2 separate regions of the Zea mays genome follow, and region 1 is linked to region 2. The links are chromatin contacts, called in public Hi-C maps. All regions are on one chromosome and are shown on one strand. The core of a region is the stretch at or near the end of the contact, and the rest is flanking DNA. Distances in the headings are between cores, read along the strand shown. Region 1 holds the start of LOC100284111. Region 2 overlaps LOC103634684 (serine/threonine-protein kinase RUNKEL).

The links. A called contact is a pair of places that touch in the nucleus more often than the background predicts.
Region 1: a Hi-C map of leaf shows a contact between it and region 2, with 4 times the contacts expected there. The contact joins the promoter of LOC100284111 here to the enhancer-like site in region 2. A contact is called at or near these places in 12 of 25 Hi-C or Micro-C datasets (bundle sheath, ear, endosperm and 4 more) and 1 of 3 datasets of contacts at active chromatin or transcription factors (seedling).

The regions. Positions count from the first base shown.
Region 1 is chr8:5,259,170-5,266,376 of Zm-B73-REFERENCE-NAM-5.0, forward strand. LOC100284111 reads left to right here and starts at 3,988. Exons shown (of 8, transcript NM_001412744.1): 1 at 3,988-4,289; 2 at 4,412-4,605; 3 at 6,369-6,437; 4 at 6,660-6,776; 5 at 6,858-7,130. The coding sequence starts at 4,202.
Region 2 is chr8:5,219,522-5,226,425 of Zm-B73-REFERENCE-NAM-5.0, forward strand. LOC103634684 (serine/threonine-protein kinase RUNKEL) reads left to right here. Exons shown (of 12, transcript XM_035961589.1): 8 at 1-1,237; 9 at 1,912-2,781; 10 at 2,966-4,209; 11 at 4,732-4,801; 12 at 5,330-6,446. The coding sequence ends at 4,084. Among protein-coding and RNA genes, the nearest start is that of LOC103634684, 16 kb to the left of the region's middle. Within about 2 kb of position 4,925, at least 11 of the 20 cell types and tissues checked have an H3K27ac peak or open chromatin away from gene starts, as enhancers often do. A contact at or near this core is called in bundle sheath, leaf and leaf mesophyll, where this site is marked.

The DNA.
Region 1 (7,207 bases), core at 2,738-5,237, 39 kb after region 2:
CACTTCGGATCTGTGCAATCCCACCTGAATAGATAATGCATATTATAAGTCAGCAATACACTTCACATCTTTCTCTTGCTTCCTTTCAAACTCCTTGATTCTTTGTTCTGCTTCGGAAAGGCTAGACAGCCTAGCTTCGCTAGATTTTAACCTCTCAACCAAGGAGAGTAGGATTTTATCCTTCTCAAGAGCTTCATTCCTAAGTGTTATAACTTTCGAACGAAGGTTTCCAAAAGCTATCTGAGTGCTTTCGTCTTCGGCATCCTTTTGGGCTTTCAAAGCTTTGCTGAGGATTAGACCCTCACAAAACAAAAAATATACAAATATTAGTAAGTATTACCACAAATCGTTTGCCGGAAACTCGCCTAGCAAAAATCAGCAAATGCAGAAATATAAATATTCGAACCTTCAAGCCGTTACAATCAAAGTTGTCTGCAAGTTGGTCCTTTGTTATTGCAGATAGGCCAAGCTCAAGCTTCGGATATCCCATGTTGTCCATCATCTCCCGATAGACATTTATCTCCTTGCTGTCTGGTAGATAGTAAAGGAAGCCATCTTCGTCGTTTCCTCCATATATCAAGGACCCTCGGGAGTATTTCAGGTCCTTTGCATAATGTTGTGCTTCGGCAATTTGCTCTTCTGATAGTTGTTTCCTCGAAGCATGTCGAACAATATATTCTAAATCATCTTGAGAGGATGCCTCGGGCATAGGTGATGTTGGCTTTTTCGCAAGACTTTCCTTCGCCAGCTTATTAAAAAATTCTGAGCATGATATTCTACTGGTTAGATGACTTCACCTAGTGTCTCCCGCCCTTCTTCCATCAGGGCGTGGGTTCGAATCCCACCTCTTGCATCGCTTTTTTAACATTTTACTCTGATTTAACCAAATTGCCCGACGGGCTAACGGTCCGGCCTGACACAGTCAGCAGGTCGGCGGGAGGTGTGTTTTGGGCCGTAGAGGTTGGTTGCGCGGAGGGGACGAGCGTGCAACGGGTTAATTTGAAATAGATGTGAGGGGTTATTTGTAAAAAGATGGTGCTGGACGACGTTGAAACTGATGCTTTAATATAGTATAGATATTCATAGTTTCACAGACCATATCAATGTAACACCAAATTAACACAACTCATCACCATGAATTCACAATTAACATACATGTTCATCAATTTAACCCAAAGTTATATTAGACCAATTTAACATAAACATAGTTCATCAATCATTAATTTAACTCATAGGTCATAGACACTATATATATATATAATGTTTATCAATTGTTACATAAATGATATGTATATGGTTCTATTTTGCTATCGCGAGCTAGCTCGTTAATGAACCGAGCTAGGATGTCAGCTCAGTTCGTGAAAAAATTCAAACGAGCCGATTCGAGCCGAGGCAAACTGACCATGAACCAAGCAATCCGACGAGATATGAGCATTTCCTCTAACCCTAAGAGATTTGTGGACAACTCAGACACTTATGATAATATACAAGAGGTAAAATATACATACATTTATTAAAGAAGTGTGCATGCACAGATGTTTAAAGGTAGGTTTGATTGAGATTATCCATCTAGATTATATAATTTAATTTATTTTATACTAAAGTTTAATTTAAAATAATTTAGATTATAAAATTTTAAGATTATAACCGCAAACAAAAAACCCCTAATTTATCCCGTCTATGCTCTTATGCAAAAGGGAAAAAAAGGACCAATGCATTTTCATGCGGCGTGGAACTGTCAAAGAGATAACACATATCACTTCTTGGCGAAAATGAAACCAATTACGTATAAAACTGCTCTTATGCAAAAGGGAAAAAAATGTACCAATGCATTTCATGCGGCGTTGGAAGAGATAACACATATCACTTCTTTGGCGAAAATAAAACCAACTACGTATAAAACTTAGCCCCTCTTTGTAGGGATATTGTGTTACCAGTTACCAATTCTAGTTCTAGCTCATCTGAAAAAATAGTTTCTTTCTGTTGAGCACCAAAAGTGACAGCCCTAGGGCCCAGACGGTCCACGACCCCACGATCAGATCAACTCAGATGATTATCTTTATCTCATGCGTGGTTATCCATCTAATCACGTGGGAGTTGTTGCCTATCTCCTAGAAATAGATCTAGACCTCATCCCCTATAAATATAAAGGGGTACGACCGATTGAGAACCCCAAACACATTCCAATCAAACCAATTACTTTCTTTATCATTTCTGTCCTAGGAGTAGATATAGCGAAATTCTAGTTATAGCCTTTCGCATATCCACCTCCACCCCTATTCGACTCTACGTCGTCTAGATCCATCTTGAGTGGCCTGCCGACTCCAAGACGACCCTAGGATCTTACCCCTCCCGGGAGGCAAGATCTATTTATCCACCCAAGGCCTCTTCCACGAATTGATCTCTTAATTCTTAGGCGATCCCACGTCGTCTAAGGACGCCTCGAGTGACCTATCGATCCAGGACGCCTTAAGATCTCTTCCACCAAGCGGCGAGATGTAGGTTCCAGCGAGGAGGAGGAAGACGACCCTGCGTCATCGTGAACCGTCCGGCCCTGTGCGCGGATCGTCCGGTGCGACGCAAGGAAAACGTCACTCCTGCGCCCAGATCGTGGACCGTCCGGCCTAGAGCCGCGGACCATCCGTGCCGCCGCAGAGGACACTGTCAGGCGTTACACCCCTAATGTTTGGCGCTGTCTAGATTGGCGCCAACACTTTCTTGTGTTTAGGAGAAGTCTGTGAAGTAGCATCCTATTTTGTTTGAAAAGCAACTCCTATTTTTTGGAAGCGAGAACGAAGAGGAGAGAACCAGAAAAGGCTCATTTTTGGGCTCCTAGCTTGGGCTCCTAGCTTCGTTCGTGTCTATGAACGTCTCTTTCCTATTTTGATGGAGAAGTCATCGAAGCGTTTGGTAGATTGTGTGAAGAAACAATTAAAAGAGCCCTTAAAAGAGCTATACCATTATACCAAAGGGTCTTAAATACTCAACATGTTAAAAAAAGCCATAGAAACGACTCAACAAGCAGCGTTAGTGACAACCAAGCTATCTCAACGCAGCCAAAAAAAATATAAGTGAAGGTCTAACATTTAAGTGGGAGCCTAATAGAGAGACGCTAATTAAGAGCTTGTTCGATTTAACTCGTAAAATCAAAACCTGACAGGTACCCAACCTAACGGGTGTAGGTACAGGTGAAGATTTTGACCTGCGGGTGCAACTCGCACCCGACCTAAAATTTTGCGGGTGTGGGTTTATATTTCAATCCACGGGGGACCCGCACCCGATCCGAAATTTGGTTCATTCTTTATTTTACGTAAAAATGGTTAAAATATAATAGTAATTATTTTGGACAAATAATCTGGACAATGATTTATAAACTGTTTTATTGCTCAACGTGAGAAGACTTAAAATACATAGATATAACTTAATTATTGTAAGTACTTAATTGATTATAGCTTAATTATTGTTTAAAAGGATATACTAAGTAAAACCCCGTGAGTGAGCCAAAACCGACTGGTTCGAGTCCGAATTTGGAATTGCACTCAAGGGTGCGACCACGGGCGGTCTTACATAGACTTTATTTGTGAGATCGCGGACGGGTTTTTGCTTCACTCGATTCGATCCGACTCATTGTCATCTCTAACTGGATTGAAGTAGATTAAATCAGCTTTTATTTAAATTTAAATAGGAGGAGATTTTATCATATCAAATTTCTCTTAATCCATGACTAACCGAACATGTCTTAACAAATCTTTGTAGTTATAATAAATAAGATAAAAATGCAGTAAACAAAAAAAATGAGTGGGGCCATGTCTCCAGTGGACATAACGTGGGTCCGCCCAGCGTGGTCCAGCAGCAAAGGAACTGAAGCAAAGAAAAAAAAAACAAACATCTCGTTAAAAAATAAATAGAAAAGTGAAACGAACACGAACACCTACCCCGTGTAAATACTATTCCGGACAGGCGCACGGGCGACGCGAGCGAAAGCGCGAGACAGCGCGAGACAGAGGCAGCGGAAAAATAGCTAGACAAAGACAAGAGAGAGGAAGGAAATAGTGTCCTGCCCCACACCACAGTGGTGGAAGGAAAGGAAACGGGAGGGAGAGAAAAACCCAGGCCCCCCGATCTCCTCCTCCCACTCCGATCGCCCGACCGATCGCCGAGCTTCCCTGTTCCCTCCCCGCCCCCGCGACGCCGCGACGCCATGGAGCCGCCGCACGCCGAGCAGGCCGTCGCCGCTGTAGCAGCAGGAGGAGAGGGCGGCACCGCAAGCCCGGGCACCGGCCTCGAAGGTGCTGCCTGCTTAACGTTTTTTTTTTGTTTCGTTCAGATCTCCGGCCGGGCGTACGGCCGCGCGGATCTCTGGTGGCTTCCCGATGTAACCGCGTGGTACGAGAACGCGTGGCTTTTGCAGGGCCGGTGCTTAGGCGGGGGCTGGACGGCGGTGGGGAAGGGGAGGACGGGGAGCTGGGGGCGGGGCAGGAGGCGAACGCACGGCTACCAGAGCGGCCTGGCGAGGCGGACTGTGGCTACTACCTCCGCACGGGCGCCTGCGGCTTCGGGGAGCGTTGCCGCTACAACCATCCCCGCGATCGTGGCGGCACTGAGGTGCGCGCGGGCGGACGATTTTCTCCAGCCTCTGCTTCCCGCTCTCTTGCTTTCTCAATCTTCCCCGATCTGATCCGTGTCCGCGTCCGACACGCTGCTGCCGGTGAATTGAGATAGTTACCGTTTGAAACCTGTGAGGATCAGACCGCAACCGCAGAAACTAGCGATTTGGGTAATGTGGTTCGTCCAGAGCGGATTATGCACACTGCTCTTTGTGGATTTCTCCATGGTGTCTTGTTGTTATTTGACATCGGATGACAGCGTCAAAGTTTTGATCTGCCTCACTCGAAACTGCACTACTGAGGTTCCTTCCTTTTATGGTTGAGACACAATCCTTTCTCTTTCTTGTTTGCTTCAAATTTACTACTAGTTTGTATTTATTGGCTTCCAAATAAATGCATATGTAGAAAGCCAATTGCTCAGCCCCTGTTTTCCATTTTAGATGTTGTCATGGTGATCCTGAGTTCCTGACAAGCCATGACGCAACACAAAAACTTACTTCTAAAAGCCAATCCAACTTTCTTGGAGAGTCAAAGCATATCAAGTTCAACCAAATTTATATAATAAAATAATACTCCCTCTGTCCATCAACGTTGGACATTCTTGCAATTCTAAGACAAGTTAGGACTTCGGAGTAGTGGTAAAAGACACATGTACCCTGGTTATTTGTTTGATTACAAGGCTGAAGTAATTCCAATTAATGCTAATTTCAATCAATAGCAGCGGTATCCAAGCGGCACAACCCTGCAGCAAACTTCTGGCGAGAGGAGCGATGGTCGCTTGGCTTCATGTGGTGGTGTGGGGAATTGGAAATGGAATGGAGGAAGTGAATACGGGCTCAAAACCCATAGTGAAAAACGCTCATGGGCATGTGAATAAGGCTAGAACGTCTAACATTGATGGCCGGAGGGAGTAATATTTTTTAAAAAAACTCTACCTGCGGGGGGGGGGGGGGGGGGGGTAAGACAGCCCGGACATTATATTAAGAAGAAGACCTTCCACACAGGTCGAGAAAACCCCCAAACCCCTGCCCTACCCATACACAACGGCACCGTAGCCCATGTGAGAAACGACCGCGACCGGGATCGAGCCTTAGGCCTGTGCTTTGGCGTGGGACAGATGAGGGGATCTTTTTAACCATAGCCTAAAATTCGCTGTAATATTTATAATACCAAATATGTAGCATTAGATTCTGCATTAGTTAAATTTTCATAGTATACCTATTTGAGATCATAAATCTTTGTAATTCTCGTCAAACTTGAGATGCTTTGAGTCTCAAAAAAATTGAAATGATTTATAATTTGGAACATAGGGAGTGCCTTTTCTTCCCCCATTTTGTAGTTTTTAGGAAAAGTTTGCAATTTTTTGTTCCTGTGAAAAGTAGAGGCGGTCATCTTTGTATCCAAGACTTATATTAACAAAATGCTGCTATACTTGGTAGCTGCAAGTTATATTTTAACCCCGAGTGTTTTTTTTTTCAAATTATATGTTTTATGACCTGTAATGCTTGCAAATGATCACAACTTCGAGTGTTGCTATTACTCATTATTTACTGTTAACACCTGCAAGTCTGCTTCTGATGATCTGATCCCATTTTTCTGATCCTAAATGATTTAGGATATCTGAGGTCTGCTGCAACCAAATCTCTAGCTGCCAATTGCTAATGTTTTCTAATAGATTCGTAGCAAATGGCTTCACAAAATTCTCCTGAAACGCCAAGCTGATAAATAGTTTCTTCTTAAAACCTATTTCAAAAATTTTAGTTTGGTGGAGGTGCCAAGAATGGCGCAGCACAAGACTTTCCAGAACGACAGGGCCAACCTGTATGCGAGGTACATTAACACCTTCACACATGAGTTTAACTATCTTTCTAGAAATCTGGTTATCAATCAGACATTGAAGCATTAACCTGGCAACTCCTGCACACTATTTGCATGCTCCCAGTGTAGCTTGTCCATGAGATGCAGGGTGCATAAATATAAAGGAATGTAAAGATTCATGCCTGACTTGTTAACTGTTGGTGCTTTACCATCTGTTCTTTTATTTTTCTATAGTATTATTTGAAGACTGGAACTTGTAAATTTGGTTCCAATTGCAAATATCACCATCCTAAGCAAGATGGATCTGTGCAGTCTGTTATATTAAACAACAATGGATTCCCTCTACGCCTGGTATGAGAATTCTCCTATGATTGTGTTTCTTGGATTTTTTAAGTATTATTGGAAAAAATAATTGACATTAATGAAGTGCAGGGTGAGAAAGAATGCTCCTACTATATGAAGACTGGGCAATGCAAGTTTGGTTCTACATGTAAATTTCATCATCCAGAATTTGGTGGTATTCCGGTGACCCCTGGAATATATCCACCATTACAATCACCTTCTGTGCCCTCCCCTCATACATATGCTCCAAATTGGCAAATGGGAAGATCACCTGCAGTTCCTGGATCATATATACCAGGCTCATACACTCCAATGATGATCTCATCTGGAATGGTTCCATTGCAAGGATGGAGCCCTTATCCGGTAAATAATTTGGACAAAATGCTTTATTTTGATAGAAGGAAAGGTTCCTACCAACAAGCTTCTACCAAGATATAAAG
Region 2 (6,904 bases), core at 3,675-6,174:
TTTTGACAACATGATTGAACTTTCTGCTACACCATATCTAGCTGAGAGAAATGGTGACAAACCTTCCAGACAGCTGACACCACCCAAGCACCGTGAATATAGTGGCCTTCGGAGGAAGGATGAAAATTCTACTAAGCCATCCATGACACCTGTTAAAAATGTGCAAAGTGTCAAGAAAAATTGTGGAAAACCAAAAGCTGAGGGTTTCAAAGGTGTAAATATCCTCAGAATGTCTCGCATTGCTAAATTGAATTTGCAAAGGGAAAGGGACAAGGAGAACTACAGGCGTCCTCCCACAGAAACAACTGAGAATGAGACTGAAGTTAATATAGATAATAATGACATGGAACTTGATTTTGGTGAAAATCCAGAGGCTGATGCACCTGATGACACATATGGATCGGATAATCCTGGATCTGCAGGAAATGAAAAGCCTCAAAGCACTGATGCTAATGAAGAGAATTGTATGGCAAATCAGGTTGATATGCTTACAGATGAGGGTTCAGTTAAGCCTGATATCATGGTGAAAACTGAGCAGAATTCTTGTTCAGATAACCTGGATGTGGAGGCTACTCCACCTAGTAGCACGCGAAAAGCACAACGTGCAAAGGTAACTCCATGTCCTGGAACTGGTTCTGAGCCATCTAACATCTTTGAAGCATTCTGGCATCCAACAGATCTTGCAGTTAAACCAGTTATGCCTAGTAGGAAAGCAGATAAAGCTGTGGACATGGTCCCCACACTTCCTTTTGAAGCACTTACAGCAAGTGATTATATTAAGTTACCACTGGAACAGATGAATGCATTCAACAGTCAGATACTTCAGAGTTTAAGTGGAACCTATCAGGTTTCAGAAAAACAAAATACTATCAGATACCTGGAGATGTTAAGCATGAATTCAGATGCTGCGAACAAAATAACTAATGGACCAATTATGCTGCTACTAATAAAAATGCTTCGACTGTCAAAAACTTCAGTCTTGCGTGTCCAAATTGCCTCACTTATGGGGTTGCTGATACGATATTCCACTGCTCTTGATGTGGAGCTGGCAAGTTCAGGAATTTTTAATGCACTATCAGATGGGTTAAGGGATAAACATGATAAACTCAGGCGATTCTGTATGGCAACACTAGGAGAGTTATTATTCTATATTTCTACCCAGTCTGATCAAGATACCAAGGAAATAAATACCCAAGAATACCCTTTGAAGGATAACAGGTCTGCAACATCTTGGCAGGTCAGAATCAAAATAAGTAGTATGTTATTGTTTTGTTGATTTAGTTGGTCAAGTTGACCATAGATCATATCATGTATTCATGTAGTTAGATGATACATTACCTTAGTAAAGTACTGGGTGATAGTAATATCTAATAATTGGTACTAGTTCTGGTGCATAGTTGCACGTACATTCAAAGTGCGTTGATGTAGAACACATGTGTTTGTTGTATTTTAGACATGCTCTTGCCATTATTCATGTGTAAGTGTTAACTTTTTGGTGTTCTGTAGAACTCTTGTTTGTTAATTGTTCTAGAGGATTATAACTAATTAAGCTGTACAAGCTATGTTGCCATCTTAGCCAAGAACAGATTTTATAGTATTTTCTTTGCAGTGTTCATGATTAATATACCTATAGGTTGTGGTATAATATGCATATAGGTGTCAATTAGTATTTTGCTCTTTTAATGCTAACCTGATTCCTTTGAATGCGATGATTCTTGGTTTTGTGAGGTCATTTATTATCAGCTGTTTAACGGCATAGTGACAGAGTGCTCTATACCTCTGCGCATGCTAATTTTCTATGAAGCAACTGCACAAGTATTTTGCCTACTGTAGTTTGACTGCTTGAGTACATATGCCTTATGGACAATCCTTTAATTTCAAATGAGCCAATTCTTGATTTAAACTTTACAGGTTCCTAGTGCTGTAATTGCACTGGTGTCATCTATCTTGCGAAAGGGAGAAGATGATCTAGCTCAGCTATATGCCTTACGGACAGTCGATAATATATGTAGCCAAGGAACTGAATGGACATCCCGTTTTGCATCTCAGGATGCGATTGGACATCTGTGCTACATCTATAAAGCAACTGGAAAGCAGGAGAGTACGAGGCTCATTGCAGGATCTTGTTTGGCCCGTCTCTCTCGCTTCAGTCCATCATGCATTCATTTAATATTGGAAAAGATATCATTCAAGGATATAGCATGCACACTTATCAAGGGAAATACACGTGAACAGCAGATTAGTCTTAATATTCTCAATTCGGCATTAGTTAATAGTCACACTGTGACAAGCATGAACCGGTATATTCTTTCATTATCAGATGACAAACAATTGGTCCCCGGGCTCATTTCTCTAATAGAACAGGGAACTGATGTTCTACGTGGGAAGACCCTTTTGTTTGTTGCTCTGCTTTGCAAGAATAGTCGAAGGTGGCTTCCTCATTTCTTTTGCAATGCAAAATTAATCTCAGCTGTTGATAGACTGGGAAAAGAGAAGGAGGGTTTTATTCATCAATGTACAGAAGCATTTGTGCAGTTGGTTGCTTCCTTGGTCCCTGGTATTCTTGACACTGTCTCCAGTGATATACAACAGGTTATGGTTGGCAAACGCCATGGACCTGTTACTGCTTTAGCTGGGCGAGCTCATCCAAAGAGCACAATTCATCTGTTCCCTGTTATTCTTCATCTTCTGGGAAGTGCATCCTTCAAGCATAGAGTTGTGACAGGCCATGTATTGCTTCAGTTGGCAAATCTTATTAAGATTTTGGAGGCACCGTTTCAGGTATGATTTTTTGTGAACTTTATGGATGTTTCATCCTGATGAGATGAGAGTATGTTGAGATTTTGTTCATTATACAACTGCAACTTTGGTGCTTCCTTGCCTTTTCAATGTTTTGTATCACATGATCTATTTGTTGAAAAGTTCTTGCCTTGAGGGATTATTTATGCCCATGTTGCACTTTCAGGCTAGGGATGATTTCCAAATGACATTGTTGCGAGTTCTTGAGGCTGCTACAGAGGAGCCTTCTGTTATACTTAATGAACACACAGTATTCATGAGTCGTATCATTCCAAGCTTATCTGTCTTATACAAGGGCAATAAAGATGGTGATGCCAGATTTCTTTGTTTGAAGATACTCGCAGATGTTATGATTGTGATCTTCAGTGATTCTTCATTAACTTCTGACGAACAAACAATAACTGATCTGAAATCAATCTCTCAGAGGCATTTTCTACCACTGTACCCTTCTTTTGCAGAGGATGAAGATCCCATACCCATATATGCACAAAAACTGCTAGTAATGCTAATGGAACATGGTTGTGTAAAAGTCTCTGATATTCTGCACAAAGCAACAGTATCCCAGTGCTTTGAATTTTTGCTAGGAGATCTTTCAAATGCAAATGTAAGCAATGTCAAGCTTTGCTTTGCCCTGGTATCTGCACCTGAGATGGACACCTATATTCTTTCTCAGCTTCAAGTTGTTAGAAGAATAGGGAACCTACTCGAGTTTGTTGCTGCAAAAGACATGGACGATTTTCTTGAACCAACCCTGGAACTTTGCAGAGCTTTTATTATTCGTGGCACTGGCAGCAACAGAAGTGTCGCCCTCTCCAAAAACCCGGCACTTCTTCTTGACAGTGCCTTCAGCATGAGTATTGCTGTTGATCAACAAACTTGTGTCATGGATATATGTGACTTCGGTGGCAACATGGGTATTTTTCTTGAGCTAGTTGGCAATTCAGATCCGCAGATAAGTGATTTAGCATCAGATTGTGTAGTGTTGTTGCTCAAGGCAGCACCTCGAGAGGCTACAGTGGGCTTGTTGACAAGTCTTCCTAAATTAAGCACTGTCATGGACTTGCTGAAGCATGACAGCCACCGATGTCTGATTCGCTTATTATATGGCCTAGCCTTCTCATGCAGACAATACTTAGCCCAGGGAATGATCCTGTCAATATCAGTGCCAGCTTTGATGCGAGTTGAAGCACTTGTTTCAGTTTTCAAGGGCTCCAATGATAGCCTTCTTGCTGATGCTGCTTCTTATTTGAGCGCCGAACTGCAGCGCTTACCTCGCTGTGGTTGAAGGTGCAACTTGGCCAAGGAGGCAGGTTGGCTGCTATTGTTCAAGGATGCGCATGTATTCCTTCATCCTTCGTGCACCATGTACATGATGAGCTGAGCAAGTGAGCAGGACGTCATCAAGTGAAGGTACTTTACATCAGTGGCTGATCTCAGTTGCCTCAATGGCCAAGTGACACTTTCCGCTCGTAGATGTGCAGGGTGCGAGGGTGTTTTATGCTATCATTTATGTGCATTTCGGGGCTGCTGTATATGGCGCTTTTGAACAATACCTTGAAGGTGGCTAGAAGCAAAAGAACACTTCGTTCCCCCGCCAATTTTGGTTGGCAATTACCTCAGTTTCATGTAATTCTGTAGTACCTGTAATTTTATTGAGAATACTGTAGTCCAATTTCATGTGTACATTTATAAATTCCTGTGAAGTTCCATGTAGCTGTTAAAGAGTTCCCCATAGCTCCTGAATCTTTGGTACTATTGTGTATTTTTTTTTACTTTTTACAATAGTGATAACGTGGCCCATTTCGAAGCATTTTCCTATCTTATTTTGCGCAAATTCGTGGTAACTGGCTATTTTGTCGATTGTTGTTGCCTGCTTTAGTTCAGTTGTGCACTTTCCGAGTTCTACAGCCTTTGACAGCAAATTTTGTGCAGATTTACTTTTCTCTGCATGCGTGTCCACTCCTAACTGGCAGAAGAAGGCATCGCACCAATGGTCAATATGGTAAGACGAAAACTTTGTCCTTATGTTTCGTCATGGCTCATTTGACTCGCCATGTGGCCCATATCCATGTGGTCTTTATTATTCCTTGCAAAGATTTGGTACAGACTTTTCCTTATGCACTGTATCTGTCACGACTTGTAAAGCGACTGTACAAAGAAAACCGATACGCGGGTCGTGGTGGTGGTGTCGTCTGCTTTCGCTGTCATTTTTAGAAGAGAAATTGGCCCTCGAGAACGACCTGCCTATAGGCTATAGGTCTGCGCTGTTTGTGGCTTGGAAATTTTTCATCCGAAATTTGCTGTGCGATTTAGATCATATTTTTCTTTGGTGGTGTGGTTGGTCATAATTTGAAGAGACGAGCACTCGAAAGATGCAGTTACCAAATTAAACTGTTAGTCTAGACTGAAGGCTAGGCGCCTAGTAAATTATTGGATGAACCACATATTGCCGTCCAAGAGTGTATTGAGCCTGGTTTTGTTTAAGGCTGATGTATGTCGAAGTAAAATGTATTATTTGACCTATCTGCAGCCATCACCGAACCCGGACGAGACACGACTCTGAAGTTTTGAACCTTAAGCTTACTGACAAGAGGCCTTGGGGCATGTGAGTAGCTCACAAGTCATAATTCACTGCATTTTACTTCAATGAAATCTACGGTTCTTGTTTGGTGAGGCCAGGTGATAAAGATGTAGGTCGATTAAAGGATGTAAAGTTGTATTACAAAAACAAGTACAACTGGTGCATTATCAAGTTGATGATTCAAATGGTGTGTGTGTGTGACCAAGGATGCACCGGGTCTCTTCAAAGTTCAAACCCCTGCTGCAACTTGTAGCCGTTGTACCGACCTCTAGTCCATGAGCCAGAACATCAATTCACACTGACAACGCCAGAATACCAAATTTGATACGTACGTAATTCCCTGTGGAACGAAGGTCCATGGCACCGCGACGGACCCGAAGCTCCACTAGAAAAAATGCTTCCGTAGAGCAGTTGACCCAGACCCAGAGAGACAGAGACCTCTGCAGCTACAGCCTACAACAAGGAAACTCCCCCATCCAGGCATGTGAGCAAAGCCGACGGACGACGTGTAGATACCAATACCATACTACTAGCCCGCCTGCATCGCCATCCACCAGGCTCCGTGCTGCGACCATGGGGAAGAAGGTGTGCCTGCTCATCGTCGACGAGAACATCCTCATAGCGTTGGCCGTCGTCGCCGTCGTCGTCCTGGCGTTCGTCGCCCTCCTCCTGCCCCCGCCGCGCCGCCGCGGCTTCTTCTGAGAGCACGCCCAGCTAGCTGGTCGAGTCCCAGCTCTCTTCTCTCTGCCTGCGTGCGTGCGTGTATGATCGGTACAGAGGTTCGTTGTCATCCATTCTCCAGCGCCTTGATGTCTCGTTGATCTGGAGTCTAAACGAAAGGCATGCTTAGTTGTCATGGCTCACATCGCATTCTTGTATACGTATATTTGCCGGCTATAGTTAGCTAGCATTTGTTGTTCCGTAATCATCTCGGATACATATGTATGTGTATGTGGCTATGGGATCTTGTGCAGTTCGTCGCATATAATAGTATCTCTGTAATCATCACGTATGTATTCCGAGTGCTAGAGTATATTAGGCAACTTTTGATATGGTTGGTTTATAATTGATTGGATTGATTGCAATCTCGAAATAACATTCCTTATCTATTAGAGTATATTAGGCAACTCTTGATATGTTTTGTTTATAATCGATTGGATTGATTGCAATCCTGAAATAACATTCCTTATCTGTTAGAGTACATTAGGCAGCTCTTGATATGATTAGTTTATGATTGATTAGATTCATTGCAATCCCGAGATAACCTTCCTTATCTCCAAGCCATTTACTCCTATATATTCAAGCTAGGGACTCAATGCAATACATCCCACCATCCCATTCCCATGCATTATACACAATCCCTCCTTCATTCATGGTATCACGACTCACGAGTTTAGTTTGAATCCCTTGGCCTCCGACTTCCGCTGCCCCTAGGGAGATCCATCTCCGCTAGAGGCAACACCCTTGAATGATGTGTCGCGGGTCCCACCGATCCTCCACGATCGTTGCCACTATAGGATGCCC